2 separate regions of the Mus musculus genome follow, and region 1 is linked to region 2. The links are chromatin contacts, called in public promoter capture Hi-C maps. All regions are on one chromosome and are shown on one strand. The core of a region is the stretch at or near the end of the contact, and the rest is flanking DNA. Distances in the headings are between cores, read along the strand shown. Region 1 holds the start of Gpr89 (G protein-coupled receptor 89). Region 2 holds the start of Tuft1 (tuftelin 1).

Region 1 (2,700 bases), core at 22-2,521, 2.2 Mb after region 2:
TATTTACCTGTGGGGGGAAAAACTCTTAAAACTTAAATGTTTTTTTTTTTCTTGAATTGGTAGTAAGGCTGAAAGCCACTCTGTGTCATTATCAAGGACAACAGGGGAGGCGCAGAGAGATTTGAAGCAGAAGGCAGAGTGTCCAGAGTTTTGTGTATTTACAGATTTGAACACTATGCTAGCAACAAAAGCAGTCAAATGTACTTGAAAGGTATTAATTTTGAAAAGGGAAAAATGGTTACTGTATTAGAGTGGTGAAATGGGTTGGCTTTTTCTTGTTTTACATTTTCTTAAGTGTTGTTACCGACGTTTTCAAGAGGTGAGGGCAATGCTCTGCTGAGGGAAGCATTGGGATGCAGCTGCACAAACCCTAAATTCAAGGATGTACCTCACTTACGTCCCTCAGGGGAACTGTTTCTTTCCCTTGCCATTTGGATGCGATGAAGAGAAAAAAAAATCTTTTACTGGAAAGATGCGGGGTGAGAGCGATAATGCAAGCAAAGAAGCGTCTGCAGTTGCTTAGTGAGTGCTTGCATTTGAAAGTGGGTACATGGCTATGCACATAAATACATACATGATATCAGGGCTATCATAAACACTTGGGGTGGGGTGGGAGGAAACCCTGGAGAGACACGACTGATGGGAAAAGCAAGAGGCTCACTAGACGAAGCGAGCAGAACTTGCCAGTGGTTTATACTTCTTCGGTTTTGTTTAACGGTAGATAGAGGTGGCCAAGTGAGAAGAAAACGTGGGTCGACCGCGACCCGCAAAGAGTGAACAGCAACCAGAGAACGAAAGATGAGGTGTCACTGCACAAAGGAAAGCTCAGACTTGGACCTCGCGGAGGCAAACGTGTCAGCACCCGGATCCTGCAAAGCCCATACCCGTCCCGGTCCTCAGCCCTGGTAGGCACGCTGCCGTGGGCCTCCCGCCGGGAGCCAAGCTTCTCCAGGCTCCGTGGTCCGCGGAGCTGCCCGGAAGCCTCGGGGCGCCGTGGGTACTGACCCCCGCATGGCACCGGCTCAGCGCTGGGGCCAGCCAGGCCCTCCCCAGAGTCTGGGGACGCACGCTAGGTGAGTGACAGCACCACACGTCAGCCTTCGCCACCCGGGCAAGGGAGCGGGCTGAGCAAATCCAGGTTCTCCCAAGGCTCACCTGGGAGGTGATCATGATGCTGGAGTCGATCAGGAAGCTCATGGCGAAGCCTCGGGAGGCCCATGCCCAGCTGTCTACCCCTCAGAGAAGCCGCGGCTTAAGACCTGTCCACCTGCTGTGGTAGGCGGCCTGGCCTGGCGCGTGCTTACGTCATCAAGATGCGCCCTAGCCAGCCAATCAGCGGCCGCATTCTCCGTTTGCCTGGAAGGTGAGGGTGGGCAGGGCTGGAAGCCGCTGGGTAGACTCAAAGCAGATGTGTTTCTTCTTAGTAGGCACAAGGAGGTGAGGAGAGGTAACATTTGCTTTAAGTGGCACTGCCATTAAATATAATGAAATTATTTTTATATTTTTCATAGCTAGAAACACTGGGGTGAGAGTTGTGCGAGGTCCTCAGTGACATTCCCAACACGGCAGAAAGTAAAAATAAGTTAACATAGCGAGTGAGGCTTTAAGTCAAGTAGTGTGTTGCAGATGTTACAGATTTTACTTGGTTTAAAAAGCAGTGTGACATCTATAAGCGAAAGGATGGTGGACAGGAACGTAAGAGTCTTCTCAAACATAGCTAAGTAAATTTCTGATATGATAACGTCAAAAGCACACGGCTTATAAGAGTGTGCACTCATTGGACTCTAATGAGACCGCCATTATAGTTGGCGCTTTAGGGTGTGGAGTATTAGGCCAAAGGACGAGAAATTACATGAAGACAGATTTTAATTCAAAATAATAATTACGTAGGAGTCTTAAAGGTGGGCTATGTTAGAAAGTAGTTTCCCCCTTCCCAACACAGTCTGAGTGGCTGTGGCTCAACTACAAAGTGAATTATAATTCCTTCCATTAGATACTCCATTTATGAAGGCTTAATATACTACAATGGGACTTAGACTTTTCCCACTAGAACCCTAGCTAGTCTTATTGTAAAGACTAGTTACAGTCAAGGCTTGTAAGGGTGCAAGTGTATGTTGCAGGGGATGCTGGTATCTAGAAAGTGAGTGCTCAGATTATAATATAAATAAACAAGAACATTCCCCCAGGTTGCCACACATAAAGAAAGACCCCTGTTCCTTTGATCTGAAGCCTGTCTTACCAAGCAGCCTGTCCTAGTTAGGGCTACTATTGCTGTGTTGAAACACCATGACCGAAAACAAGTTGGGGAGAAAAGGGTTTATTTCAGCCTACACTTTCACACTGTAGTTCCCTTTTGAGGGAAGTCATGACAGGAACTCAAACAGGGCAGGGATCCTGAGGCAGGAGCTGATGCAGAGGCAATGGGTGTGTGTGTGTGTGTGTGTGTGTGTGTGTGTGTGTGTGTGTTGCTTACTGGCTTACTTGTGGCTTGCTCAGCCTGCTTCATATGTGTATAACTCAGACATGGCAACACCCACAATAGACTGGGCCTTCTATCACCAATCACTAATTAAGAAAATGCTCTACAATTTTGCTTCCAGTCCAATCTTATGGAGGCATTTTTCTCAATTGAGTTTCCTTCTTCTTAGATAACTTTAGGTTGTGTCAAATTGACATAAAACCAGATAGCACACAGCACAA
Region 2 (2,902 bases), core at 190-2,689:
GGTCAACCTCTCTTACCTGGGGTAGGCTGGGGGGTGGGCTGGGCTTTGGGCAATGTCAAAACTTGTAATGTGAAAGAAACCTCCATATTTCTAGGCAAAAATGTCGAAGGAGACAGTGAACAGACTTCAATGATCAGCTGTACTCTGAACTTCAAATGAGCACCCATTCTACAACAATTCTTTGAAGAGCCATAATCCAGCTGTAGCTGGGTTAGCTTTGCCTCAAGGACATGCTGAGACAGGCAGGCGCATAGGAATCAGATGGGGGGGGTGGGGGCGCAAACTCCCCATCACTTTGGCTCTCATTTCATTCTCCACAACAACTTGGAAATAAATTAATTAGCACAGATCTATGGAGTATTTGGATCCCCCAGCAACGACTAGAAACATGCAGCATCAAATTACAGGCCTTTCCCTCTGGAGAGAAAAAAAAATATGTGGTCAGTTGAGGGTGGCATAAAGGGAGTGAGGGAGTGAGGAGGGCATAAAGGGAGCAGGGCAGACTGGATTGCACTGGAGAATGCCCCCTCTCTCTCCCTAACCCACTCCAGGTGGGTTCAGTTCTCCACTGGAGTTCCGCAGCATCCCCTTATTCCCCTACAGGGACTTGGCATCTGGACATGAAAGCAAAACCAAGGAAGCTACTGGCTGGCTGAAAGGGGGTTGGGGACCAGAAAAGCAAGATTTAAAAAAAAAAAAAAAGGAGAAATCCAAAAGAGGTGACCGTCGAGCGGAGAGCTCCATAAATCCTCTGGGCGAAAGGTAGAATCTGGTACCAATTCCGTAGTTGTCTGAGACCTATCCCGCCCACTCATGCTCTCCCCTCTCTCCTAGGATTCGACCCTCTGCCCCCTTTCCTAGTAAAAGGATCGCCATCACAGAAGTCTTTGAAGGGGTTCTGAGGCCATCGGGAAACGCGAAAAGGCGTAACCCACCTGGGCCGGCGCAACGTCCGAAACAGCGCAGGGATCCGGTCCCTCGAGCGTCTTCCACGACCCAATCTAGCTGCCCACGAGACGCCTGAGTAACGCGCCCCATGCCCGAGCCGGGGCTACAGTGTCCGCGCCAAGGACAGGACCTCCCCAGCCCTGGAGCTGCCAGTGTTTCGTCCTGTGCTTCCCACTCCACAGTCCGCCACAGGGCAAAGGAAAAAGCCCACGGAGCGACGCGGGGCTGACCGCACTGAGCCCGGCGTCAGGTGAAATGGGCTACCTGAGCCTGAGGCACGCGAGCGGCGGAGCTGGAAAGCCACTGTGCCTGAGTGGGAAGGCGGGGTGAAGGTGACGACCTACCGCGGTCTGGCTCTCCGGGTGCACGTCCACCAAGGTACACCAGTTCCGCGTCCCGTTCATCTTCACGCGGAGGTCGTATGAGCTTCCTCAACTCCGAGGTCCCGGGGAAACTAGGCCGGCAGGCGGGTGCGCGCGCGGAACCGCCCCCTAGTATAGGCGCGTCGGGGGCGGGGCTGAAGATGGGCCACGCCCAGGGCGGTATTTATCAATGAGGTAGAGCGGAAGCGAGAGGTGGGCGGTGCCAAGAGGCTTCAGGACTCGCCTACCCGTGCTATGGACGATTTACGTAAAGGTGAGGCTTGGGAGTGAAGGTCGGGTGACCGCTTAGGAATTTTACTAAGGGTACGACAAGGTATCTTGTGGTATCTCATTGGTCTTTTTCCTTTCAGTTTTCCAGGTTCGGTGCGGGAAAGAATCGGTCTGGTCGTCTGAGTTGGGGCTTGCACAAGCTTCTGTGGTCTTTCCTGAAATGTAAGCCAGCCTGTAGGCTTTTTAGAGCTGAGTACATCTTTCCTCAGAGTTCTACCACACAGGTAGAAAGGCAGGCACCAAAGACCAGCTCACTCGGACTAGTCTAAGCCAGTCTGGCAGGTGCTTTTTCCTGGCAAGTAGCCCAGGTCGAAGTCAAAGCCAGCTAAGCTCTGGGTGGGGCTTGCTTTGCAGAAACTAGACTTATATGGTAGGGAGAGGCGGGACACATGACCTTAAAAGGAATTTGCACCCTAGAGAAAGAGTCTTAGTGGCACCAAAGGCAGTTGCTTCCCAAGCTTAGGCTGGGATCTTGAGGGCTGACCTCTGGTAGAAGGCTATCTCACTGTGTGATGGTCACAGGGACAGCAGGCGCGGTGTGTAAGGTCTAATCCGATTGAATAGGCAGTACCACTAGAGGTAGCAATTCGTTTTGGTGAACATCTAGGTCCTTAAAGTGTTAGGGTGGGTGTGGGGAAACGAGGTGGGCGGGGACTAGACTGGACTCTGAGTCACTTGCCAGTGATGAATGGATACAAAGCTCTGTCTATACCTGGAAGATAATCACTAGGGACATCAGTGACCAGAATAGGAGAAAAACTCAATTCTGGTCCTTTCTCTATCCTCAAAAAAGGCATTTGTGGTTCTTTGACTGGGAAAGCCCCCCCCCCCCCCACCAGGCTCGGTCATTTGAATACCTGGTTTCCAGTTGGAGGTACTAATTGGGGGATTGCGGAAATGTAGTTTCGCTGGACAACCAAGTCACTGGGGCAGGCTTTGAGAGTTCAAAGACTCCCACCATTCCTACTTTGCTCTCTGCTTCCTGCTTGTGGTTTGAGATCTCAGCTATCACCTTTCTACCATGATGGCGATGACCTCTTACCCCTCTGGAACTGTAGGCTCAAATACACACCTCTTTATTTAACCTGTCTTGACTGTTGTTTTCTATTACAGCAGCAGACAAGTAACTCATACAGCACTCTGTATAAGCTATTCCCAGAGCTTCTTAGGACAGGATGGTTCTACTACAAGTAGTCTGTTTCCTAGATGCCTGATCAGCCACAAGAGACCTCTAAAAAATGAGCTAAAGCCTCATTTTAATGTACAGTTTCAAGGACTCTTGGAATAGGATCTACTTGGCA

What was found. Capture Hi-C pulls out chosen DNA fragments and counts their contacts.
Region 1: a contact with region 2 is called in a promoter capture Hi-C map of liver, with 3 times the contacts expected there. The contact joins the promoter of Gpr89 here to the promoter of Tuft1 in region 2. A contact is called at or near these places in 2 of 39 promoter capture datasets (hippocampal neurons and pre-B cells) and 1 of 9 other capture datasets (liver).

Annotation. Positions count from the first base shown.
Region 1 is chr3:96,904,027-96,906,726 of GRCm38.p6, forward strand. It overlaps Gpr89 (G protein-coupled receptor 89), which reads right to left and starts at 1,272. Exons shown (of 14, transcript NM_026229.4): 1 at 1,156-1,272. The coding sequence starts at 1,197.
Region 2 is chr3:94,657,433-94,660,334 of GRCm38.p6, forward strand. Tuft1 (tuftelin 1) reads right to left here and starts at 1,440. Exons shown (of 13, transcript NM_011656.3): 1 at 1,293-1,440. The coding sequence starts at 1,352.